Linked DNA regions of Sus scrofa: all the other regions are linked to region 2. The links are chromatin contacts, called in public HiChIP or PLAC-seq and promoter capture Hi-C maps. All regions are on one chromosome and are shown on one strand. The core of a region is the stretch at or near the end of the contact, and the rest is flanking DNA. Distances in the headings are between cores, read along the strand shown.

Region 1 (4,383 bases), core at 937-3,436, 160 kb before region 2:
AGGGAGCAGCTGTGTGTCTGAGCCCAAGGCTGATGGGTTGTCACTTCATTAGGGCTTTGAATTTAGAGAGGAACCTTCCTGTCGGGATTTTGGGGAATTCGTCCAAATTCACTTCCTCTCCTTGTAGGATGTGTCAGGTGATCTATGGTCTTCTCTAATGCCCGAGAGGGAGGAACAAACTCCCAGTGATTGAGTAGCCCCTCTGTGGTTGCCTAACAGCATCCCCGAGGATGAGCGGGACATGTGAGGTTCAGAGACGTTAGGTCACTTTCCATGTCCACGCAGCCAGCAAGTGGCAGAGGTAGGATCTGATGTGAGGTATGGCTACCTCTTACCAGTGTCCTAGCCAGGAAGATAAGATGGTAATATTTTCCATGACAATATGTGACACTGAGGTGTGTTATAATCTACAAGACATTTTCCTTTTCGTTTACTCAAGTCATTCATTCAGTCATTCAGTCCTTGTGTGTGTGTGTGTGTGTGTGTGTGTGTGTGTCTTTTTTGTAGGGCTGCACTCACGGCACATGGAGGTTCCCAGGCTAGGGGTTGAATTGGAGCTAGAGCTGCCGGCCTGCACCACAGCCACAGCAATGCCAGATCCGAGCCGGGTCTGTGACCTACACCACCGCTCATGGCACCCTGGATCCTTACCCCACTGAGCGAGGCCAGGGATCGAACCTGCACCCTCATGGATACTAGTCAGATTTGTTTCCACTGAGCCACAATGGGAACTCCCATTCGGTCCTATGGAAGATCCACATGGACCAGGCCTTGTGCTCAGTGCTGGGGTATAGCTGTCAACAAGCCAGAGGTCCCTGCCCCCCACCAGAGCCAACAGGCTAGGGCTCTGCTGTCCACTATGGCAACCACGTGGCTACTGAGCACTTGAAATGTGGCTAGTATGACCGAGGACCTGAATTTTACATTTTAATTAATTTTAATTAAATTTCAATTGCACATGTGTCTAGTTGCTACCATATTGGATATTACAGTATTAGAGTAACTTGCCAGGGGTCTGCTTTCTGTGGCTTCATTACAAGCTTAAAAGCTTCCTCTGGTTTTGGGGGGTTGGGGTGAGGGACGGGCTACAAAGGCCTCTCTCCCTCTCTCTGTACACGCCGAGCACAGAGGGACAGTGACCAGGGAGCCTCCCTGGGGATTTGTAGGAATTACAGGGACATCAGCACTGCAGGTTTCTAGGTGGCCTGAGAGAGTCCTGTTGGACCCCGCACACAGGCCCTGACCTCTAGGGATGTTGTTCTAAGGCGCATTTGACTTTCCCAGGCTTGTACAGGCAGCCATGTCCATAGGACTCAGCAAAGTTGGGGTGATTGTCAGAGACTTGGTTAGGGCAGGGGGAGGACCCCTGAGAGGAGACGTGTTCAGCCCCCTCATCATGTGCATGGGGAGCCAGAGGCTCAGAAACCTGGGTGACCTGTCCCCCGTCACAGCAGCCAGAGCCGGGCTGGACCAAGGGACGTCTCTGGCGTGGAGGATGTGGGTGGCTGGGTGGTTTTCCCAGGGGCCCTGCGGGGGGCGTAAGGGGCTCACTAGGCACAGTTCTGCAAGGCGGGCCCTGGTCCCTGCTGGCTGACCCTGACTGCTCAAGGCCCCGCTTCTTCACCAGTAACATGAGGAGGTCGGATCATCTGGTGATTGGAAATCCTTTCCCCGCTTGACTTTACAGTCTGCTTGTCATCCGATCCTTAAAGCAGCCCACGTCCATGGGCGAGGAGTCTGACTTTTAAGTAGCTTCTGAGCAGCAGGCAGACGCCAGAGGTTTTGTGTTCCCTGTCTTGACGTGGGAAGTCTGTGGGTGTACCCCCAAAGGTGTCCTTGGACTCTTAGGCTAGGTTGGTTTCCTGGATTTGCTGCTGGGGACCCTGGGCTTTGCAGGGGGAGGCGCGTTGTTACAGAGCCGGCTGCGTTTTCTGCCTGGGTTCCCCTCCAGCCAGGGGTGTTTGTGAGAACTCTGGAATCACAAAGTGGCCCATGGCGGAGAATGCAGCCAGAACAAAGGCGCCCTCTCCCCGCCGGGGCCCGGGGAATACTAACTAGTTGACAGGAATTTTAATATAAAACTCTCCCTCTTCCTTGTCATTCGGAGGTTTCAGGAAGCCTTCGGGCTTATCGTGCAGAGGCACACAGCACAGACAGGGCTTGGGGAGGTGAGAGGTGATTTCCTGCCATTCTTCTGTGGGGCGGGCTTCCCAGGGCGGTCATGCCAGGCTGACGGGGCGCAGTGCGGGCTCCCACTGCTGGGGGGAGAGCCGGCTTTTCATGGGGCGGCAGCCGAGGCAGGACCCGCAGCCATGAACCGCTTCAATGGGCTCTGCAAGGTGTGTTCGGAGCGCCGCTACCGCCAGGTGGGTGCTTGGCCCTTGAGGGTGGGGGCACGGGGGTGTCGCTGGGGGTTGGAAGTGGGGGCTCACTGAGCAGGATGTCTCTCCCCACAAGGGCTTCCTTGCCTCCTCGTGCCCCTTGCAGGTTCAATGTGATCTGAGGGGAGGACAGAGGCAGGAGCTGGACCCGCAGACCCTCTCTAGGGGCAGACGATGCCAGCTCTGCCCCATCCTAACCACGGACCGGGTAGTGTCCGTGGTGAGATTATCTACTTGATTTTTCTAGTCATTTTGATTTGGGAGAAGGGTAGTTAAAGGGAGCATCCCGGCCTGAGACTGGAAGCCACTAGCTTGCTGAGCAGCTGGGTTTGTCTTTCTTGCTAACTTTGTATTTTTGCTAACTTTCCCTATTTCCGATGGGATGGCAGTGCCTGTCCTGCATCGTGTAGGTGTGACTGTGTTTCGGTGTGTGTTGGTGTGTGCTTGTGTGCTAGATTTTCCTTCCCTGTAGCCGTGATGCTCTGAGGCACCTCGGGGTCCTCTGGTTCCAGAGCCTGACTTCACAGAGAGGGTTTGACCTCTCAGCCTTGGGTCTCAGGATTGGGGGCAGAGTGGGAGTGATGACGTGTTAGCCCCCAAGACATTTTTTTCTTATTAAAAAGCATGGTGTCAGGCTGGGTGAAGGCAATGGCCATCCAGATTTCAGGAATGTCCAAGGAAAAGTCCTGATTTTAAAAGTATAGCGAGGTCCCTCTGTGTGTTTTAATGTCCAGACTAGAATCTGGGTCCTGAACTCCCTCAAACAGACAACGTAAGTCTCAGGGAGATGCTCAGAGGGGCCTCCTGCACTGCGCAGGGGACGCGCGTGTTCTCTCTCCAGCCCCCAGCTCTCAGGGCCCCCCGCCCCCGCCCCGGGGGCCTGCAGAGCTGCCCCTGTGACCCTGGAAACTGGGTGGCAGGGTGGTGAGGCAGAGTGGGAGGTCAGAAGTCCTTGGTCACTACTGGCCTGAGGATGGGACGCACTGGCAGGCAGAGTGGTGTCAGGCATGAGTGCGGTCTGGGCCTGGGGCTCTGGGGCTCAAGTTTAAGGCAGATCCCAAGCCAGAAAGCAGGGCAGGGTTGAGAGCGCCAGCTTTGTGCAAGACCCGGGCTCATACCCAGCTCTGCCCTTCTTGAGCTCTGGCTCCGGAGCACGTCGCTTGACCTCCCTGAGCCTCACTCTAGCTGTCAGTGGAAGAGGGTGATCACGGGATGATGCTGCGAGAGTGGAAGGAATGGGTATGCAGTGCCTGGTGCAGGGCCTGGTATGTACACATTCAATAAATGTAGCACTTAGGGATTGGCATTGAACTCTGGGCATGACAGAGGGTCAGAAACCAGGCAGGAGGGCAGAAGTAAGGTGCTGGCATGGCTGAGATCTAGGAGCAGAAGCAGTTCCTGCTCTGGACAGGAAAGAGCAAGAACCATCCCGAGGAAGGAAGGCCTCTGCCAGGAGTCGCCGAGGTCCCAGAGTTAGGGTGGGGCTGCTCCCCTTCACCGCCTGACCCTGAGGCCCAAGGTCAGAGAGGAGGGCTGAGCACTTATGCTTCGGGCCTCAGTTTCCTCCTCTGTGAAATGGGCCCAATAAAGCCCTGTGTCCCCCTCAGGGCTGCAGTGATAACCAGGTTCTTTGGACGTTGTCCTCTCCATGAGGGCAGTGGTCATCCCGGACAGAGCATAATCCTGCTTCCTTCATGCGTCCCATCTGCTCACGCTGAGCAGGAGAGGGGCTTGCTTCCCGGACACCCTCTCTGCTCCCCCTCTTCCCAGCCCCCAGCGGGCCCAGACTGTTTCTGCACTGGCTCTCCTTAGGCTGGTGCCAGGGAAGGTGGAGGGGTCTCCCGCCCACAGTCCCACCTGGATGAGGGGACCAGGGTGTGGTCAACTCTGGGGCTGGTCCTCAGACTCTCAGCCCTGAGCCTGTGGGTGCTGGGCCCTGCTTTTGAGAGCCAGGCCCCGGGCAGGAGGGACCATGGCCCCTCGTCGGGTAGGACTGGGGAAG
Region 2 (4,324 bases), core at 1,677-4,176:
CACAGTGGAAACGAATCTGACTAGGAACCATGTGGTTGTGGGTTCAATCCCTGGCCTCGCTCAGTGAGTTAAAGATCCGGTGTTGCTGTGAACTGAGGCGTAGGTCACAGATGTGGCTTGGATCTGGTGTTGCTGTGGCTCTGGCGTAGGCTGGCAGCTATAGCTCTGATTAGACCCCTAGCCTGGGAACCTCCATATGCTGCAGGTGCAGCCCCCAAAAAGCAAATAATAATAATAAGGCTTAGAAAATTAACATAGTGTCACCTCCACTGTAATAAGTGATTCAGGCCAGAACTATCTATGCACCACGCTAAGAGACGGGGTGAGAGTTCCTGGGGAACAGGATATTCAGTCTTGAAGCATCACCCCTAAAATGGCTTGTTATGTACACAGGGGAGCGTGTTTTGATGCTGGAGGGGCCTGGCCGCCATCACCTCCACCGGGCCATCAGGCAGGGTCTCGGCCATGAGGAGACGGGCTGACGGCGTATTCTCGATGGGACTCTTTGGCCGAAAGCCAATGTGGGAATGCCAGGGGACATTCTGCAGAACATCTGGCCTGGATTCCTCAAAGGGCCTGGTGTCATGAGGAACGGAGTGGAGAGACATGACAGCCAAATGCCATACGTGATGCTTCACTGCATCCTGGATCCAGAAAAACAAACAGCCACAAAGCACGTTTGGGAGGCAGTGGGGGTGGAGGGGGGATGTGAGTGTGGACGTGGTGTTGGGTGATTTGCCTAATTTGTGTTGATTATCTTCACGTGGTGTTGGGTGATTTGCCTAATTTGTGTTGATTATCTTCGGTGTGGGCTTGTGTAGAAGAATGTCCTTGTCCTGGGAGAGGCACACGGAGGGGCTTGTGGGTGAAGTCATCACGGAGCCCCGCCTCACTTTTGGAGGGTTTGGCAAATGTGAGGGGTGGGGGGGCTGTGTCGTGGGAGAGAAAAAGAGACAGAGAAACAGAAGAAAAGGAAGAGGAGGAGGAGAGGTGGCATGGGTGCAGCAAGGTGTTAATAGTTGGTGGAGCTCCATGAGGCGTAGTCCTTCAACTATTCAGTGGGTTAGACTTTTTTTTTTTTTTTTTTTGTCTTTTTGCCATTTCTTGGGCTGCTCCTGCAGCATATAGAGGTTCCCAGCCTAGGGGTCGAATCAGAGCTGTAGCCACCAGCCTACACCAGAGCCACAGCAACACCGGATCCGTGTCTGCAACCTACACCACAGCTCACGGCAATGCCGGATCCTTAACCCACTGAGCAAGGCCAGGGATCGATCCCGCAACCTCATGGTTCCTAGTCGGATTCGTTAACCACTGAGCCACGACGGGAACTCCCATTTTTCAAAATTAAAAAAAAAAAAAAATGCAAATAATCGTAAAAAAAAGAAAAGCACCAAAAAGCCATACATTTTTACTGAACTCTCTAAGAGATATAAAGGCAGGACTTGCATAACAGAAAAATTTCCTCGACACCCATCCACCTCTCCAAGTCTCCTTTCTTAGGGAAGTTGCATCCCTCTTTCCGAAGGTCAGGTGCCTGGTGTGAATCTCACTCCGGCATTTACTTACTGTGTGGCTTTGGCCAAAGTGCTTAAACCTTCCTGTGCCTCCGTTTCCTCTTCTGTAAAATGGGGGAGGATATCGGTACCCACCTGCAGCGTCGTCATGGGGATTAGATGTCATCATAGCACCAGGGAGAACTCAGTAAATGACAAGAATAAGAGCTCAGTCAATGACACCATTGTCCACTGAGGCTGTCCATGGCCCTTTGGGGGAAGCTCAGTTAAGTGAGGGCCGGGCCCATGGTGGCTTCCTTGGCATCTCTGACTCCCCATCCCCATGGTGGGCAGCGGGACATCAGTGCGACTCAGATCCCTGGGATGATTGCTGTGACCACCAGGTGGCAGCACTTAATGGCAGTGGCTTCCAATGCAGGGGCTTCCCTGACCCAGCTTGAGGTCCTGCTTGCACCCACCATGGACCCTGTGTGAGGGAGAAATACATCTTTGTGGTTTTAAACCTCTTGGATGTAGAAGTTTTTTTTTTTTTTTTTCCCCAGTACCGCTTTATTTATTCCGACTGATAAAGCAGGGTTACCCTGTCCGCGGCTCAGGCTCCCTGGAATGTTCATCTTAGAAGGTCAGCCTTAACTGGAACTTTCCAGGCATCTCTGATTCCTAGCCAATGCCCTCAGTCCATTAGAAGCCTCCAGGCTCAGCTCTGCAGCTCCCAGCAGTCCCTCTGCCCCAGTCCAGGGCCACTGAAATATGATCACAGAGAGAGCTCCCAAGCCCCAAATATAGGCTCTTAGGAGCCCCATTTGCTGCAAGACATTTGGTCATTGTCTTAGTCTAGACATCAGAATTAAAATCTCTTATCAGCTCATATACTGGGGAAGTTGGGTCAGGCAGGATCAGGGCCAAAATTCCTCTGCCTCCAGCACAGCTGCTGCCGCTGCTACATCAGAGATGATGCTTATTGGAAGGGAAACCAGGGTTTGGGGGAGGAGCCCCAGATGGGGAGCCAGGAAGTCTGAGCTCCAGCCCTGGCTCTGCTTCTCCTGTGTGATCTCAGGGAGTCTCTTCCTTTCTTCGGGCCAAAGATTAAGTAGACGAGCCTCTTCCTACCTGAGGGCCTTTGTGCAGGTCATTCTTTTGCCTGAGAGCATTTACCCTCTCCTTCCCTCGCCTCCCAGTTAACTCTTGCTCAGCCATCACATCTGAGCCTGAAACACAGGGTCATTGTGCCCCATACATCCCGCTCACTGCCTTAGAGCACTCGCTTGTTGGCTTTAATTACTTTAATTAAAGTAATTACTTTAATTGCTCGTTCAGAGACCGTCTCCCCACTAGGCTCTGAGCTCTGTGACTCCATCAAGGTTTGGTGGAGGAATGAGTGATGTATGTGGATCTGACCTGTGAGAGTCCTCCTGGCAGTCTGGGCACGAAGGGATGGAAGGTGACGTTTCAAGGTGCCCAGCCCATCCCTCCCAGGAGCTGCAGGAGGGTCCCTCTCTTCCAGCTCCCTTTGGCAAGGGTTCAGCACAGCCAAAGTGAGTTGATCCTGTGCTGCCCCCTGGTGTCTGCCTCTAAGATAACAATCCCAGATCCTTGCTCTATGAAGGAAATTGGCAAGGCCCGGGGTTGGGGAGGAGGGGGAGGGGGGGCGAGCTTGCCTTGCCTTGTCTTGTTCATTCCTAACTGCAGCCTTGTGAGATGGGGGTTATTGTCGCCCATTTTAGGAATGAAGAAAGCCTGCATCTGTTCATTTATTTGGAAAATATTTATTGAGTACCTGTCGTTTGTCAGGCATTCTGCTAGGAGCCGATGTGTCAGAGGTGCTTTCTGCCTAGGAGCTTACATTTAGGTCTGTGCTGGGAAAGGAAGACAGTAAACAAATAAACACACAAAATTGTGTGCGTATGTACATGTGTATCCGTGCTTGTGCTTCCATATGTCTGTACACAATGCATGTATGTGTGTACGTGTGTGTGCTTACAGATGTGTCTTTGTATGTGGCCAGCACATTGGTGGCTCAGATGTTAAGTGACTTGTCCAAGGTCACAGAGATGCCGCTGGATTCGAACCCTTTTATGAGGATCACAGCTAATAGCTGCATAAGCCCTAATTCCATGTCACATGCCAAATTCAGTGCTCTGTACGTGTGTGTGTTAATGTGTTTTATCCTCACAGCAACCCTGTTGTTATCTCATTTCATAGCACAGAGAGACTAGACCACTTGGCTGATGTCACACAGAAGCTAAATGGTGGAACCAGGACTTGAACCCAGATGCCTTGGCTACAGAGCCCTTCTTTTTTTTTTTTTTTTTTTTTTTGTCTTTTGTCTTTTGTTGTTGTTGTTGTTGTTGCTATTTCTTGGGCCGCTCCCGCGGCATATGGAGGTTCCCAGGCTAGGGGTTGAATTGGAGCTGTAGCCACCGGCCTACACCAGAGCCACAGCAACGCGGGATCCTAGCCGCGTCTGCAACCTACACCACAGCTCACGGCAAAGCCGGATCGTTAACCCGCTGAGCAAGGCCAGGGATCGAACCCGCAACCTCATGGTTCCTAGTCAGATTCGTTAACCACTGCGCCACAATGGGAACTCCGAGCCCTTCTTCTTAACACTGTGATACACCAACTGTAGGAGTTTTGATATCCAGGGCTTCAATGATGGTGGCAGCAAACCCAGTGCCACCCTCTCCTGCCACCCCAGCCAGGAAGGATCAGAAGGGCCCATGCTGGCCAGTCCTCTGTCTCCAGACCATGCAAGATGGCTGAGTAGTCCTCTGTCCTATGACTTGGAGAGAGTGGGGAGGGGAGGGTGC
Region 3 (4,990 bases), core at 2,313-4,812, 190 kb before region 2:
ATTCTTGTTTTCTAAATTAAATCGTGTTTTTCTGCCTGAATTTTCTATTCTGTTCCATTGATCTGTTTATCTTCTTTCTAGTGCTACATTATTATAATACTATTTAACATCTGGAAGTCCTGGTCCCCTTTATTATTTTTCAAAATTGTTTCGGATATTGGGCCAGATGATATCTTAAAGACACTAAGTTTCTTTGACAGCTAATATGGAAATGCACCCAAATTCCATTAGTCCCTTCCCTCCAAACCCAAGTAGTCTATTCTTCTAGATTCAGAGTCAGTCTTAAAAATTGCGTATAGTCAATCTTTATATGTGGATGGCATATATTACATTTAAGTGGTTTTGTGCATGTGTGTATGGATGTGTGTGTCTGTGTAATGTATGTCTGTGTGCACAGGATGCATATATCCTCTGTAGGGTGTGATTTTATATATATATATATATATATTTTTTTTTTTTTGGTCCTTTTTTGTCTTTTCTAGAGCCACACCGGTGGCATATGGAGGTTCCCAGGCTAGGGGTCCACTCGGAGCCGTAGCTGCCAGCCTACACCACAGCCACAGCAACGTGGGATCCAAGCCGCGTCTGCGACCTACACCACAGCTCACGGCAACGCTGGATCCTTCACCCACTGAGCGAGGCCAGGGATCGAACCTGCAACCTCATGGTTTCTAGTCGGATTCGTTAACCACTGAGCCATGACGGAAACTCCTGATTATATATTTGTATAAGATGTGGTTGTGTTGTGTTTGTGTGAGGTGTGTATGTATATGGTATGTTTTTGTATCTGGTGTATTTGTGAATGTACATGTGGAGTGTTATGTATGTGTATGTGTGCAGAGTGTGTTTACATTGTGTAGGTAGTATGTTTATGTGTGTGTGGAGTGTGTGAGTGAAAGAGGGATATTGAGGCCCATGGCCAGGGGGTGCTAGGGTATTCAGGGCATGTCAGAGAACCGGGTTTGGCCTTCAAACCCCCTTTAGGAGAAAGCAGGGCCATAAACCTGGACCCTTTCTGGATGTCCCCTGTAGACAGTTGTTTGGGTTAATAGGGCCAGTCTGTCCTGCAGTAGCACTGCCCAGGCTCCCACTCACCTCTGTTCTACTTCTCCTGAGAAAAGAGCGACCTGCCCCTTTAAGAGAAGGAAGCTTCCAGTACTCTCCTAAGGGGCCTTACTGTTGTGGTGAGGGTGGTAGAGGTGGTGCCACCACGGGAGCCTGATCAGTATCAGAGTCAGGCCCTGGGGTCTCCCAACTAAATGGATTAGCAGCTGAGTAGGGCAGAAGGAGTTGGGAGGGAACCTGCAAGGTTGTGCAACCTTTGTCCTGAGTGGGGGTGAAGTGCCCAGTGTGGGCCTTGGGCCACATACACATAATACAGCCGCCCAGCTCTCCTGCTGGGTTCTCCCCTCCTGGATGTGCATCTGCAGGCTGCTCACAGCTTCCCAAGTCCAAGGTGGTCATCTTAGTGCAGGAGCTGCAGTGGTCCCTGGCAGAGCTGTAAAGGGGCCACTGTCACCTTGGGCACATCACTTTCCCCTTCGTAGACCCCCCTTTGCTCAGGCTCCTGAATATCCTACTGTTTATTTATTTATTTATTTGCTTTTTAGGGCCGAACCTGCGGCATATGGAGGTTCCCAGGCTGGGGGTCCAATCGGAGCTACAGCTTCTGGCCTATGCCAGAGCCACAGCAACTTGGGATCCGGGCCACATCTGCAACCTTCACCACAGCTCATGGCAATGCTGGATCCTTGACCCACTGAGTGAGGCCAGGGATCGAACCTACCACCTCATGGTTCCTAGTCAGTTTTGTTTCTGCTGTGCCACGACGGGAACTCCAAGAATATGGTACTTTTAAATTCCTACTTGGAGTGAACCCCCTCTCAGAGGGCATTCTCAGGCCACACCTGACTCATGCTCCTGTCTTGCTCCTGCAGATCTATAGCACCTCCAGCCTCAGTGTCCTGTCTGCCTCCTGTGGCTTGAGCCAGAGGTTGCCTATTTTCCCTGACTGGATGGAGCGGCAGAGCCAGGGCACCTCCCTGCACAGAAAGGATGCTTGGACTCAGACGTCCCCAGCCAGGAGAAGGATCAGGCATGCTCAGGGTGCAGGTAACTCTGTCTGCCATTGGGCTGAGGGGGTGGGGAGGCGGTGGAAAGCAGAGCAGCGCTTCACAACGCACCAGGATTCAAACAATCCACTGGCCTTTATGTGACTCATTTGTACTTGACCACTGGTTTGCCGATTTCTGGGCTCCTTCTCCAGTTTCTACTCCCTGCTTGTCCAGCTGGCCCTGTGGTATCTAGTTTTCTTACCTGCCTCAAGAAGGCAGGTCTGTCACCTGCATTTGTTGTTGGCCATGGGCTGGGTGTGGAGGCCAAGGAAGAGCAAAAGGAGGATGGCCTTTGGGGCAGACAGGCCTGGGTTCAAATTTCAGCTCTGCCGTCCATCCTTGGACAAGTCACCTATCCTCTTTATGTGAGATTCAGATTTATCCCTGGTAAATTGGGGTTAATACTTCCTAGGGTTACCTTGGAGATTAAATGAGGTGTGTGTGAACTGCCCAGCTCAGGCCCTGGCACTTGGTCCTCAATACATACAACTTTTCTCCCCACTCTCTCCTGCGTCCCCCAATGTTGTGTGGCTCACTTGAGCGGATCACTGAGTCACAAATATCCATTTGGCAGCTTCTGACACTTCCCATTTTTGGATTTACATAAGACCAGCAGCTTTCCCTCCACAGCAGCAACACTCAGAGTTGCTGAGCAGATGTCTTGGTGTGAAACTGCTCCCAGGAGGCATCCCATGAATGTTTGCCGACAGAGCAGCGCAGGGGCTGACCCTCCTTTTAGTTCTGCCTCCTTGCGCCAAGCTCCAGAGGGTGAAAGCGCCTATCCACCACATACTGTGTTGTGCATTTTTGTCCCCTCAGATGCTGGGGGCCTGTCCTCCTGTTTCCCAGGACCGGCTGCAGATGGCGGGGCCAAGAGGCTGCTGGAGGAAACTGCTCTGGTCTAGACCTGTGCCAGGCTGCTCATCTGAGAGAAGGCTCAAGAAAGAGATGGAGGGGCCAGGGTTAGGGAAGGGCCTGCAGCCTGGTGGGGGAGCGTGAGCCGGGCGTGGAGAGCCATTTTCCAAGACCCACAGTACTGGGCCAGAAGGGTGCTCCTCTGCCCTTACTTGGGTCGCATGATTACAGGTCTGAGCTTCAAAGCAAGTTGCAAACATGGCTAATTGCTGGCTTGGGGGAGCTGGGCGAGCAGGCTAAGCCCATTGAGTAGGCGCGCCAGGGGCCTCAGGCCTGGCATGGGACTGGCACTCGCAGCCCGGAGCGGTCCCAGAGCCACGAGATCTGGTGGGGCCGCCTGTCCTGCTGGCTTCTCGGGGAAGACTGCCGTCCTGGCCGCGGTGGCTGCCCCTCCAGATGGGTCGCAGGCGCCTCCTCCCCTCGGCGGCGGCGGCGGCGGCGGCGGCGGTGGCGGCGGCGGCTGCTCGGTCAGGTGGAAATCTCCCCATTCAAACCCGCGCGGGCCAATCAGGGCCTGGCGCGGCCGCCGGTTCAAATGCTCGCAGCAGCCTCGCGCGCCGCCGGCCGGAGACACTGGCGGGGGCGGGTGAACCTGCTGCCTCGGTTACTGGGAGCAACACAGACGCCTCAAGTTACAGGCGCCCCAGCCCAGCCTGAGCCGGGGCCATTGCCATGGAGCGCTCCCTGCACCGCGTCTCCCTCGGGAGCCGGCGCGCCCACCCGGGCTTGTCCTTCTACCTCAGCACTTTTGGTAAGTGCCCGCGGCGGCCGCCGCCAGGGGCTGCTTCACTCTGCTGGCAGCGCGCAGAGAGGACAACCCTCACGGTGACAGGGGAGGCAAGGAGCAGCCATCCTTCTGTTTTGGGTCACCTGCTCTGGCCCCTTCCTCCCGTAGTCGCCCAGGAAGGGCTCATGGCCAGGCTCAGACCCAGCAAGCCATGGGGCACCACCTGCTGCCTGGCCACTGGTGCCAAGTGCAGTTGGTTCTGCCTGGCTTGGCTGGAATAATCATGCCCCACTTAATCTTTCAGAGACTGGGTTTGCCACCACTGAGTTTCCCACTGACAAGCAGCTCAGGATTAAATCAAGGCCTCGTTGCTCCTTCTTGAGATCTCCTGGGTCCTCTTTCCTTTGGCTCAGGGACAGAACAGGTGCTGGGTCAGCCCAGATGGCCTTGGCTTCCTGTGGGCTCACCTTGGGGTTGCAGTGTGATGGCTTCAGTGGATGCCTGACCCACAGCAGAGATAAGAGATTCTTTCCTCTGGGAGTAGCTGGGCTTCCAGCAGTGTCACAGGGCTGCCTTGGGGCCTTGAGGCGGAAAGAAGTGGGCAGTAGGCTCCTGCTTTCAAACCCCTAGGTAGCAGGACAGGTTCCCCCAAATAACAGCTGGGCAGCAGCTGCCCCGGCGGTGTGGACAAACCTGGCCTTCCACGTCTCCATGGTAAAGATAATCTGCCCGGTCCTAGAATACAGCTTCTTACAGCTCTTGTTTCCCCACTGGTTCTGTAATTCCCTGGGGGGAGGAAGTTATGTTTCCTCTGTGAAGGCTTGAGATCCAGAGAGGAAGGTCTCCCATCGAGCCAGTTGCTGAGTTGGTACCTGGGCTCAAGCCTTCTGCAATGATATGTCCAGCAGACACACAAACTTGTAAACAATTTTCTTTATGAAGGTTGGAGCGGTTATTGCAACATAAGTGGACTTTGCCCACATTTCAAAGACAGAGCACCTAAGGAGTTACTTCCTCCCAGGGCTTCTGGCTCTCCCACTCTCAGGCTAACCTCTGTGGGCTCGCTTGGCTCTTCACCACCTGCCTTCTCTAGGGCCGGGGGAAGGATGGAAAAGCAGTGGCTTGGCCCCTGGAAATGGCCTGTGGTCCGGCATCCTGGAATTCATGGGTCCAGTTGGGGGAGGATAACAATCAGAGTAATTATTAGCCACTCTTTGTTGCACGTTCATCATGT

The links. Promoter capture Hi-C pulls out the DNA fragments that hold promoters and counts their contacts. HiChIP or PLAC-seq counts read pairs in DNA pulled down with a chosen protein or histone mark.
Region 1: an H3K27ac HiChIP or PLAC-seq map of skeletal muscle shows a contact between it and region 2, with 5 times the contacts expected there. The contact joins two enhancer-like sites. A contact is called at or near these places in 4 of 47 Hi-C or Micro-C datasets (embryonic fibroblasts, epiblast stem cells, heart right ventricle and 1 more) and 1 of 2 datasets of contacts at active chromatin or transcription factors (skeletal muscle).
Region 3: a contact with region 2 is called in a promoter capture Hi-C map of liver, with 4 times the contacts expected there. The contact joins the promoter of RGS3 here to the enhancer-like site in region 2. A contact is called at or near these places in 3 of 5 promoter capture datasets (fetal liver, fetal skeletal muscle and liver), 30 of 47 Hi-C or Micro-C datasets (adipose tissue, alveolar macrophages, blood and 15 more) and 2 of 2 datasets of contacts at active chromatin or transcription factors (alveolar macrophages and skeletal muscle).

What each region holds. Positions count from the first base shown.
Region 1 is chr1:254,112,510-254,116,892 of Sscrofa11.1, forward strand. All of the region lies in intron 8 of RGS3 (regulator of G-protein signaling 3), which reads left to right. Among named protein-coding and RNA genes, the nearest start is that of MIR378B, 21 kb to the right of the region's middle. Within about 2 kb of position 2,187, at least 19 of the 83 cell types and tissues checked have an H3K27ac peak or open chromatin away from gene starts, as enhancers often do. A contact at or near this core is called in skeletal muscle, where this site is marked.
Region 2 is chr1:254,267,940-254,272,263 of Sscrofa11.1, forward strand. No RefSeq gene overlaps it. Among named protein-coding and RNA genes, the nearest start is that of MIR378B, 130 kb to the left of the region's middle. Within about 2 kb of position 2,927, at least 38 of the 83 cell types and tissues checked have an H3K27ac peak or open chromatin away from gene starts, as enhancers often do. A contact at or near this core is called in adipose tissue, embryonic fibroblasts, fetal skeletal muscle and 5 more, where this site is marked.
Region 3 is chr1:254,075,056-254,080,045 of Sscrofa11.1, forward strand. RGS3 (regulator of G-protein signaling 3) reads left to right here and starts at 3,563. Exons shown (of 24, transcript XM_003480580.4): 1 at 3,563-3,780. The coding sequence starts at 3,702.